Regions from separate parts of the Sus scrofa genome. Here region 1 is linked to region 2. A link is a contact called in public HiChIP or PLAC-seq data. All regions are on one chromosome and are shown on one strand. Each heading gives the region's core, a stretch centred on a gene start, on an enhancer-like site or on the middle of the called end of the contact. The rest is flanking DNA. Distances are from core to core; before and after follow the strand shown. Region 1 holds the start of FLCN (folliculin). Region 2 holds the start of FLII (protein flightless-1 homolog).

Evidence for each region. HiChIP or PLAC-seq counts read pairs in DNA pulled down with a chosen protein or histone mark.
Region 1: an H3K27ac HiChIP or PLAC-seq map of alveolar macrophages shows a contact between it and region 2. The contact joins the promoter of FLCN here to the promoter of FLII in region 2. A contact is called at or near these places in 1 of 5 promoter capture datasets (liver) and 1 of 2 datasets of contacts at active chromatin or transcription factors (alveolar macrophages).

What each region holds. Positions count from the first base shown.
Region 1 is chr12:61,025,436-61,030,869 of Sscrofa11.1, reverse strand. FLCN (folliculin) reads right to left here and starts at 1,684. Exons shown (of 11, transcript XR_002337421.1): 1 at 1,213-1,684.
Region 2 is chr12:60,474,094-60,479,060 of Sscrofa11.1, reverse strand. FLII (protein flightless-1 homolog) reads right to left here and starts at 3,339. Exons shown (of 30, transcript XM_021067983.1): 1 at 3,212-3,339; 2 at 1,559-1,669; 3 at 1,198-1,269; 4 at 98-178. The coding sequence starts at 3,274. It overlaps MIEF2 (mitochondrial dynamics protein MID49), which reads left to right and starts at 3,366. Exons shown (of 6, transcript XR_002337405.1): 1 at 3,366-3,748.

The DNA.
Region 1 (5,434 bases), core at 435-2,934, 550 kb before region 2:
GTCCTGGTCATAAGGGGGCAGCGGCCGCATCCCCCACTTTCACCCTTCAGACCGCAGACCGCTCTGGGAAGGGAGAGCTGAGGCGACCTTGCTCAGCTCCTTCCCAGCATCCAGCATCCGCAATCAAAACGGGCGACTCCTCTTAGCTTTTCATCTCTTGCTTCTCTGCGGCCACACCGCTGGCACGCAGAAGTTCGCCAGCCAGAGGCTGAACCTGAACCGCAGCAGTGACCTGGGCCGCAGTGGCGACAGCGACGGAGGCCGCAGGGAAGTCCCCCTTGTCAATCTTTAGGTGAAAAACACTCCCGCCTGACCTCTCTTTGGTCCCCGGGGGCCCCGGCCCAGGAGCCACCGCAGGGCAGTGAGGCAGCCCAGGGCAAAGCCTGCGAGCCCGCCGCCTGTGGAAGCGGGAAAAGGCCCGTCTCCAGGCCCGGCCGGGCGACGGCCAGGAGGCACCGAAGCCCCTGGGCGCCGCCCGAAGCCCCTGGGCGCCGCCCGAAGCTGAGCTGCACAGGCCAAGCCTCACCGCGGGGAGGGAACCGCCGCCGGGGCCGGAACAGCGGGCAGCTCTCTATGGACCCCCCACCCCACCCCCGTCTCCGCCGGGCGCCCGGGCTTTCCAGGATCCGAGCAAAAGGCAGAAACGTCCGCCCGCCCGACGGCCTCCTCCCCTTCACACTCCACGCAGAAGCTCAACCCCCGCCCTCCCGCCGGGGCCGGCGCGCGGGACGACGCTGCCCTCCCGGGGTGCGCCCCAGGCCCGGGGTTAACTGCAGCCGCCGCAGAGGGCCGACGCTGCGAGGACCCGGCGCAGGGCGGCTGCCGGCCCGCAGCCTCGCTGTACACACAGGGGACACACGCGGCGTCGCGGGCACCGGCACTCAACCACCGACAGGCTGGTGCCCCCGACACGTCCGCCCCGACGGCCCCGACGGCCCCCGCGGATTGTGCCCGGTGTCCCCCGGCTGGCGACCCATCGCCTCCCGCGGGGACTCCTCCCGGCCCCCGGCCCCCCGGGGCCGCCGCGACCCACCCCCGGGCCGAACCTGCCTCCCCCGACCGGGCGCGCCGGACCGCACCCGCCACACCCGACGGCCCCTCACCTCCAGGGCCCGCGGGACCCCGGGCGGGGGCGGCGACGCCGACGCGCCCCTCAGCCCGGCCTCGCCGGCCGGCTCCCTCCCCTTGCCCCGAACCCGCGGGTCAACTAACCGGACAGACCAGGGCGACGCCAGACGCCGGCGGAGTCCTGAAGCCCCTGGGGCTGCCCTCGGGGTCCGGGGCCGCGCCGTCACCTCCTCCCCCGCGGCTGCACGGCGCCCGCCCCCAGGCGCGTGACTCGCCCGGGCCGTACCACTGCCCCGGCCGCGGGTGGGGGTGCGGGCCGTACCAACGCCCAGAGGTTTAGTGGGGGCTCGGGCCGTACCATGGCCCGCCTGGCGGAGGGGGTGCGGTGCGTGCCACCCGTCCCAGAGGCGGTGGGGGCGTGGGCCACACCACCGCCCAAGCCGCGGGTGGGGGCGCGGACTGTATCATGGCCGATTCGCGGAGGGGGTGATGGCCGTACCACCGCCCAGGCCGCGGAGGAAACGCGCGGAGCCGCACCCCGGGAAGGCCCGGAGAGCCCGGCGGCTCCGAAGTCCAGCAGAACGCCGTCGCCACTACCCCCAGCCCGCTAACCCTCTGAAAATTCCGGAGTGGTTCCGCCCGCTCAGACGGAGGGGCGGGGGATGTCGGAGGAAACCATTACAGGAGAGAGGGGTACTTCAATTTAAAGAACCTTTTAAAAAAAACTTGAAAAATATAGCTATCCTAGGATTCCCAGTGCACACCAAAGAAACAAAAAAGGGAATGTCGCGATTCCATAAAGGGCGCTGTAATTCCCTTTGCTTGCACCATTAGTTTTTATTAAATTTCCGATTGAACCGGTCTTCGGTGGGGCGTGCGAGCATGGGGCCGTCCGCCAGCTGACGTAAACAGAGGGCGACGTCGAGGGAGAAGGCCGTCGGGTGACGCAAAAAGCCCGCGCCGCCGGGAAAGTGGGACGGGAAAGCGTGTGCGCCAAACTTTAAAAACTGTGGTTATCCAGAGATAATCTTCTAAAACCTGGGCGTCTTTTGTTCAGACTGTATAGTGGTCAGTCCGAAAGGCTTCAGTGCCTTATGCCAGGCGGCCTAGAGTGAGGGAGTGTCAATGGACCGCCCTAGACCAAGGGTAAAATCACCGGGTCTGAGAGTTCCCTGGTGGCTCAGGCAATTAAGGATCCGGTGTTGTCACTGAAGCGGTTCGCCTCGCTGCCGTAGCTATGGGATCGATTGCCGGCCCAGGAACTTCCGCGTGCCAGAAGCGCGGCAAAAAAACAAATCACGGGAGTCACTTCTGAGCCGAGGAAAGCGCAGATGGGCACCTTGTGGTAGAAGATTAAGGGCTACAGGGGATGGAGTTTTGAGGCCAGTTATTGCCCCTATATTATTAACTAGTCCTAGCAATCCAGTTCCTCTTGATATTGGACAGCCAAGAACTTAGCATACTGGCTGATAAGTCAAAAAATAATTTCCGAAGCAAACAGTAACACAGGAGTTCCTATCGCAGCTCAGCGGAAACAAAGAAAGAAACAAAGCCATTAGGACGCGGGTTCGGATTCCTGTAGGTCGCAGAGGTGGCTGTGATCTGGCTTTTCGGTGGCTGTGGTGTAGGCCACCGGCTAGAGCTTGGATTCGGCCCCTAGCCTGGGAACCTCGTATTCCGCACCTGCAGCCCTAAAATGGGGCGGGGGGGGGGGCAGTAACAACAACAACAAAACCCCCACAGGGATATACTGATTTGGAGTTCTAGGTTTACTTCTGTCATCAACGCCTGAGTTTTACAGAGTTTGTGAAATGCTTTTTGAAAGCCTTAGTGGAAAGGTGCAAGAAATGACTGCGGCCTCCTAGTCTGTGGCCTTTCAATTTCTAACAGAAAAATTTCCCACATCTGTCACAGTAAACAAAACTCACCCTGAAAATGACACAGCAGCAATTCTGAATATAAATCTGACCAACTGATTTCCACACTAGTAAAGAACTTAACACAACCTTCCCAAACTTTGCTGCCATGCTGCTTTTATTTAAAGGGAGCTTAACATCTTAAAGGGAAGAAATCCCACTGCATATCCTGCTGCTTCAACCAGGAAGACAAATGTTCTTTCACAATTTTTAGTGTTTTGTTGTGTTTTGGTCTTTTTAGGGCTGCACTCGCAGTATATGGAAGTCCCCAGGCTAGGAGCTGAATCAGATGTGCAGCTGCTGGCCTGCGCCACAGCCACAGCCAAGTGGGAGCCCAGCGGCTTCTGACCTGCACTGCAGCTCACAGCAACGCCCGATCCTTAACCCACTGAGCAAGGCCAGGAATTGAACCCGAGTCCTCATGGATGCTAGTCGGGTTCATTAATCCCCAAGTCACAAGCTGAGTCACAAGAGTCACGCTGGGAACTCCTCGACTGAATACGTCTAATCACGTCATTTTTTAAAAAGTATTATAATAGATCCCCTGTTATAAATAGTAATCCAAGCTTTCACCTCTTCCAGCAACAACAGTATTTCCTGGGTTTTCAGTTATGCTTAACAGCAAGCAAGTAACGGGTCATATGTCAGAAGGTGGAACTCACACAAGACTTGTACGTCCTGCAGAGGTTTGGGCTATCAGACAAATGCATGTAAGTATCCGGCCAGTTGCAAGGCAAGAACTAGTCATTCAATATTATCTCTTAAAACAAAACGAGTGTTTATTTTGCATTTTTTTTATCAGAGCGGTTTAAGAAAACTGTTTAAAATTACCTCTCCTCCCCAATTAAATCCATATGATAGCTTGTTGGTATTTTAATCCAATACCAGCTGCTTGTTAAATCCCAACTGGTTGTTTTTCAGTCTAATGATAATAATAAGCAGTCCTTGGAGGATGGAGGCTTATTAAATGCCTTTTACAATTAGCCTGAGTGCTCTGGTTTCAGCTTCTGATTTAGGAAAGGCTACAGATGGGATTTTGTCTTTGTGCAGCAATGTCACCATTAAATAACTTAAGTGCCTACAAAGAGTACCTGCCCCATCTTCCTGTTCACAAGTACCTCATTTACCATTTATTTACTCTGGGCTCTTTGCAACTGCTCGAACTTACATGCAAATAACAGTTTTCTTCTACAAATTCACTGCTTTCATGGTGCAACCCAGAAACTCAGAATTTACAAATCCAGGAGCTCCCATCGTGGCAGTCGGTTAAAGATCCAGTGTTGCCACCGATGTAGCGTAGGTCCCACTGTGGCTCCGTTTCAGCCCCTGGCCTGGGAACTGCCCTATGCCTTGAGTGTGGCAAAAAAAAAAAAAAAAAAAAAAGGGAGTTCCCGTCGTGGCGCAGTGGTTAACGAATCCGACTAGGAACCATGAGGTTGCAGGTTCAGTCCCTGCCCTTGCTCAGTGGGTTAACGATCCGGCGTTGCCGTGAACTGTGGTGTAGGCTGCAGATGCGGCTCGGATCCCGCGTTGCTGTGGCTCTGGCGTAGGCCGGTGGCTGCAGCTCCGATTCGACCCCTAGCCTGGGAACCTCCATATGCCGCGGGAGCGGCCCAAGAAATAGCAACAACAACAACAACAACAACAAAGACAAAGACAAAAAGACAAAAAAAAAAAAAAATTTACAAATCCCAAACTGAATTTCTGAAAGGAAGGGATAGGAGAGAATCAGAAACTGACCCGTGGCGGAATTTGAACAGGGGAGTCCCCGTGAGCATCGTGGCTCACAAGCTGACTTCACTTCTTAAGACCCTCTGCCAAATCAGGTGCTGGAAAAGCGTGTTTGTTGCCGGCCGGATTATAGAGGCACCTCCCGTTACTGCGGCCAGGGGTATCTTTCACATGGTCATATTCCATCCGCGATTCTCATGTCCTGAACAAAGCGAGGAAGGCGTGCTGCACTCTGTGCAGGGCAGAGAAGCTCCAGCCCTTCGCGGCCCGTCTGCCAGTCTTTGGCTCCGAAACACCTGCCGCCATTTCAAAAGCGGGAACTCCGAGATGTTTCTTTACACCAGTTCATCCCAAACTGGAGACTCTGGGCCAAGTTCCCCTGAGACATTCGACACTCGAGGCTGAACACCGTCTGGGGGCTCGCCGGGCACAGACAGAAACACACACACACACCACGTACTGAACTCTGAGTGTCTCTCATTCATCCACAGCAAGTATTTTCTACTTGCTCGGCCACGCCCACGGCACACAGAAGCTCCTGGGCCAGAGCCGTGACAACGCTGGATCCGTCACCTGCTGAGCCACAGGAGCACTCAGGATCCAGAGCATCTACTAACAACTGAGGACCAGTGAGTCCACTACGAACGCCAGGCCCGGGCCACACCCTCGGGACTCGGAACCTGCCCTAACTCCCTAGGCGCAAACGCACCCTCGCGACG
Region 2 (4,967 bases), core at 2,090-4,589:
TCACAAAGAGGATGCGAGTGGCCCCCAGAACCACAGTGGCAGATGGGGACTGAATGGCAGGCTGGCAACAAGAGCCCGGTGGTGGGTAACCACTGACCAGGACTGAGAGATCATCCAGCTTGAAGATGTCGTCAGGGACTCCAGAATTCTTCAGGCTGTTGGCTCGAGCCACGATGGCCTGGGGATAAACCATGAGAGTCCATGCTTCCTGGCTGCCACCCTCAGGAGAAGCAGAGACCACAGAGGGACAGCTTCTCAGGAGCCCCTGGAGGCCAGGCCTGAGGGCTGGCCCAGGCTGGCCTTTGCTCTCACTCCCAGGCTTGGCGAGCCCTTCCTAGCCTACGAATAAGCTCCTATTCACACCTCAAAACCCAACCCAAATGTACCCCAGAGCCCAGCACAGGGCACCTCAGGGAACTTTTCTGATGGGAAAGCCCCTCTTCCTCCCAACTCCAAAGAGCAAGAGAGGGATGCAGCTCTGAGTCGGGGCTCTGGTACCAAATGGGAGGACTCGACCCAAACCCGGTCAGAGCGCAGCCTGGGAGCACGTCTGCTTTCCTCTCCTCTCAGACCTGCAACCGCCTCACGCTTCAGACATGAGGTCAGTGCAGGATGGCTGAGCGGGGGGGACCAGGATCAGGACTCAAGTGACAGGAGGAGTAAGAGCGGCCACCGCTGCTGCCCGCCCCGCCCTAAAGCCCATGCGGGGCCACTCAGCAGTCACCACTGGACCACCTCGAAAAGCGGCAGGGACCTGTCCAAGGCCACCTAGCCGAGAAGAGACAGAACGCAGATGCGAACCGGGACAGCCCAGATTAAGGGCAGCTCACTTGAGCCATCATGAGCACCTCCCCTCCCAGCCCAACCCCAGCCTGCCCAGCTCTCCCACTGCCTGGCGGGCTGATCCTGGGCCAGGGACCTGCCTCCATGGCCAAGCATCCTCAGCTGTGAACTTGCTGGGCGCGGGGATTGTGTGAAAAAGCCCTTCTGGGAGGGGTGGCAAGGGGCTTAATCAGCATCAGCTGTTACGTAGTTGTTTACAACAGGTGGCATTTTGAATTTTTACCTTTTCCCTCACGGGTTACTTAACCCAAGGAAGCCTCCTTTCCCCCACTTCAGGAGAGGGTCCCTGAGCCTGACGCGGGGTGGACGGAGGCGCTGGTCCTGCCCTCACCCCCGCCCTAGGGCAGCACTCACCCGCAGCGATGGCAGGCTAGACAGATCCCCGTGAAGCGTGGTCAGGTGGTTGTGGCTTACTGACAGGTGCTCCTGGGCAGGGACAGGGGAGCAGAGGTTCAGCAGGGTGTGCGGGCTGTCCCTGTGTCCCTCCCTGCCCCAAGACCCACCCCCCCATGGCCACAGGGGCCCAGTCCACGCTGTAGCCTCCCTCCCTCCCAGACCCAGACTCTTCTTGCACTCCTCTGGGGACGGGATGCTCACTCCCTCCCCACTAGCCCTGCCTATGGCCGTTGGCATCCTCTGCGTCGTCCGCCCAGGCTCTGCCCGCCCGGCCAGCCCCATCCACAGGGACCCTCCCTGCTGGCCCAGAGATTCCTACCAGCTTCTGCAGGGCGGCCAACTCCTCCGGCAGGTAGCACAGGCCAGTGCGGTTGAGCTTCAGCCATCGCAGACTGGTCATGGCCTTGACATTCTCAGGGAAGTAGCCACCCTAGGTGGTACGTCATGATGACGCTGGTCCGGAAACGGGGTGCCCCTGCTCTACCACCCCCTGTGGCCTCCACTGCCCATGGGGGCTCTTGTGGAGCAAAAGTCATCTCTGACTGGTTGTGTGACCCTGGACAAGTCACTTTGCCACCCTGTGCTTTAATTTCCCACCCACAGGATTCATAAACCCCCCCCACTGGGGAAAAGCGTCATGACCACCAATTAACATCCAAGACACCTGCTGCCCTGAGACCCGTCTCTCTTGTTGGAACCTCAGCCCCAGGAAGCCTTGTTCCAGATGACACAGCCACTCCCAACTATGTGCTTAGATGGGCTCCATGCCTTTGCCTGGCATCCCGAACCTGCTGTGGCACCTGGGTTAGGGGTACCCCTCAGCTTCTCCAAGGTCCCACCTGTGCTCCCACCCTGCCGTCAGCACACAGCTCCCCAGCCCCGCCAGTCGCCCAGCCTCAGCCCCGTTGGTTAGTTCACTCATTCGCAGCTCTTCCCACAACCAAATGCCCACTCAGTACCCCCACCCTTGTGGCATGGGGCCTAGGCAGTGTGTGCTTTCACTGCCCTTGGCTGGTGTCCCCTTCCCCCTACGGCTACAACTCCCAGCTGGTGACTCAGACTCTCCCACTCTGTACAGGACACGTGGGGACCCCCAGACAGGATGGTGGGCAGGAGGCAGAGGAAAGTGGTATGGCTGCCTGGGCACAGGGTCAAGGGTGCACACAGGGAACAAGGCAGGAAGAAAAGCCTGCCTCCTCAGCCCTGGCCCGACCCCGGGGTCCCAGCCAAAGCCTGGGCCGCTGGGCCCTGCACACCCGGGCTGACACTATACTGACCCCAGCCGGAGTCTGCCCACTGGCCCATCCTGCCGAGGAGATGACCCTCTTGGAGCCAGGCTGACTCTGGCCTCTGCTGCTGCCCCGCCTCCTCTCCGGTGCCCAGCCCTGCCCGCCTGGTTCCCGGTCTCCAAAACAGCCTCCCTCATCCCCAGTGCCTGGTCCTTGAGACCCAGGTTGTTCAGTTCAGCAGCTGTTCAAACAACTGCCGCCTGGGTCTCGACACCTGCCAGACGCACTCGCCACGAAAACGCATCCCTGCCTTCGGAAGACTAATCTCAAGTGCCTTCCTCGAATGAGAAAGCGAGGCTCGGAGAAGGGAAGTGACTTGCCCAAGACCACACAGGATGGGGGTGGCAGGAGGGGGCAGGGCAGTGACGGCGGCGCGGCCGTGAGTCAGGGCTCCGCTCGGGCGTGTGACCTCACAGGGGCGGGGAGGGAGGGCTGGGGAGGCGGGGGCACAGGCTCCCGACCCGGGCCGGCTGGGTGGGGCCCGGCGCCTGGACGGAGCCCGGTGGGGGCTCTCCGCGCGCGCCCGCGGCGTTCTGCCTGGGTGCCCGCCGCGGGCGCGGGACGGAGGCGCGGCGGTCGGCTCGGGACGGGGCCCAGGCCCAGCGAGCCGGTCCGCGGGTCCGGGGCCCGCAGGAAGCGGAGGGGCGGGCTGGGGGAGGCCCGGCCGCCGCCCGGGGGCTCACCTTGAAGTCGTTGCCGCTGAGGTCCACGCCGCGCACGAACGGAAGCACCCCGGTGGCCTCCATGGCGGCGCAGCTCGGCAGGCTGCGGGGCGCGGGCGCGGGCGGCCGGCGGCGCTGGGCGGGGCGGGGCGGGGCGCCGCGGGGGCGGGGCGGGGCGCGCGTCGGCCCCGCCCCTCGGCCTGCCGCCGCCGCCGCCGGGCCCTCTGCTCCGGACTCGGCCTCGGCGCCCGAGGCTCAACAGCCGGCGCTTGCTGGCTCCCGGGCCCCCGGTGGCTCGGGACCCAGGCCTGGGCGCACGGGGCAGCGGGAGTTGGATGCTAGGGTCCTCAGCCAGAGCCGCGGGCCTGCCTCCCGTGAAGCGCTCCCTGGGGCGCGGCGCCCGCGCTTGGAGGCGACTCCGAGTGCAGTTACGTTCTCATTCGTCCCCCGAGGGAGGCGTCCCCTGGCTGGCACATGGCAGCCCCAGTAGGCGACAAGGCCGCTGTGCCCTTCACGAGAAAGGCAGCAGCAGACCACAGAGACCCAGAGGCCCGCAGGGTGCGTGCCAGCTAGAAGGAAGCTCGCCTTCTCCCCCGTCGCGGTTGGGAGCGCGGCCCTGTCCCTTTAAGAAGCAGCGCGCCGGGAAGCCCCGCCCCGAGGAGCGCGCGGCCGCCATTGGCTGAGCGCGCCTCAGGGCGGCACGTGGGCGCAGGCTTCGAGCGCTCCGATTGGAGCCAGAGCCTGCCGGTCTGCTCGCCGGGCACGCGCCCGCCCCCCGGGCCTCCGCGTTCGGTTCCCGGGTCTTTCACGTTCCACTCCCGGACGGCCCCGGGGTGCGCGGCCCGAGCAGGCCCCCTGTGTCCGCCGGCAGGTGTGCCGAAGCCGCGACGCAGGTACGGCCAGAGCGTGGGGGCGTGGCCTCCCTGGGTGCGCTCTCCGGCCGGGAAAGGGCCACTGGTGAAGGGCTGGGGCTGGCCTCCGAGCTCGGGTCCTGTCTGGATGGGTCCTATCCTGGGTCCATCCTGGCGTCCCCAGGGCCTCGGTGCCCTCGCCAGCCGGGGCTTGTAGGAGGAGGGGAGGCCCGGCCGCGCCCTCTCCCCTTCGCTGGTTGGGGTGTGCGCAGCCCCCTCAGGAGCTGGGCGGTGACCCAGGTCAGGCAGGGGGGCGGTGGCAGTACTCATCTCCGACGAGGAAGCCTTCCAAGGGCCATGCTGGGTCAACCCCGGCCGTCTTTCCTATTTTTAGTTTGGGAGCGAGGCGTGGGTGCGGGGCTGCAGGCCCTACCTGGCAGCTGAGCCGGGCACCCGCCCAAAGCAGGGCGGCCAGAAGTCCTTGGGGTTGAGTTGGCTCTGAGCTAAGAGTCATCTGCTCAGGCGTCCTTAGCTGTCCTGCCGGGCCGTCTGACTGGTGTCCTGGGCTTGTCTCTTGGTCACACCCTCTTCACTCGGTCCCACCCCAGCTCATCCCTTCCAGGCCACTTACTTTAAACCTTTCCTAGCGCACCTGCACCACTTTGCAGATGAGCAAACGCAGGGCCTCGGATCCACAGCTACCTTCCATGGCCTGGCCTCCCAGCAGCCGAGGCCTCCCAACCCAGCATTGTCCCAAACCCGGGAGGCCCCTGTCCAGCCCTGCTTGGAGTCTTGAGTCACCTTGCTAGCTGCCCTCACAGTGGGGCCTTTAACCTCCTCTGGCACATACCTGTTGCAGGTAGCTCCTGCCCCCACCCCCGGGGCAGCGACCTCGCTTTCTCAGACTCGACAGTTCTGCCTCTGGG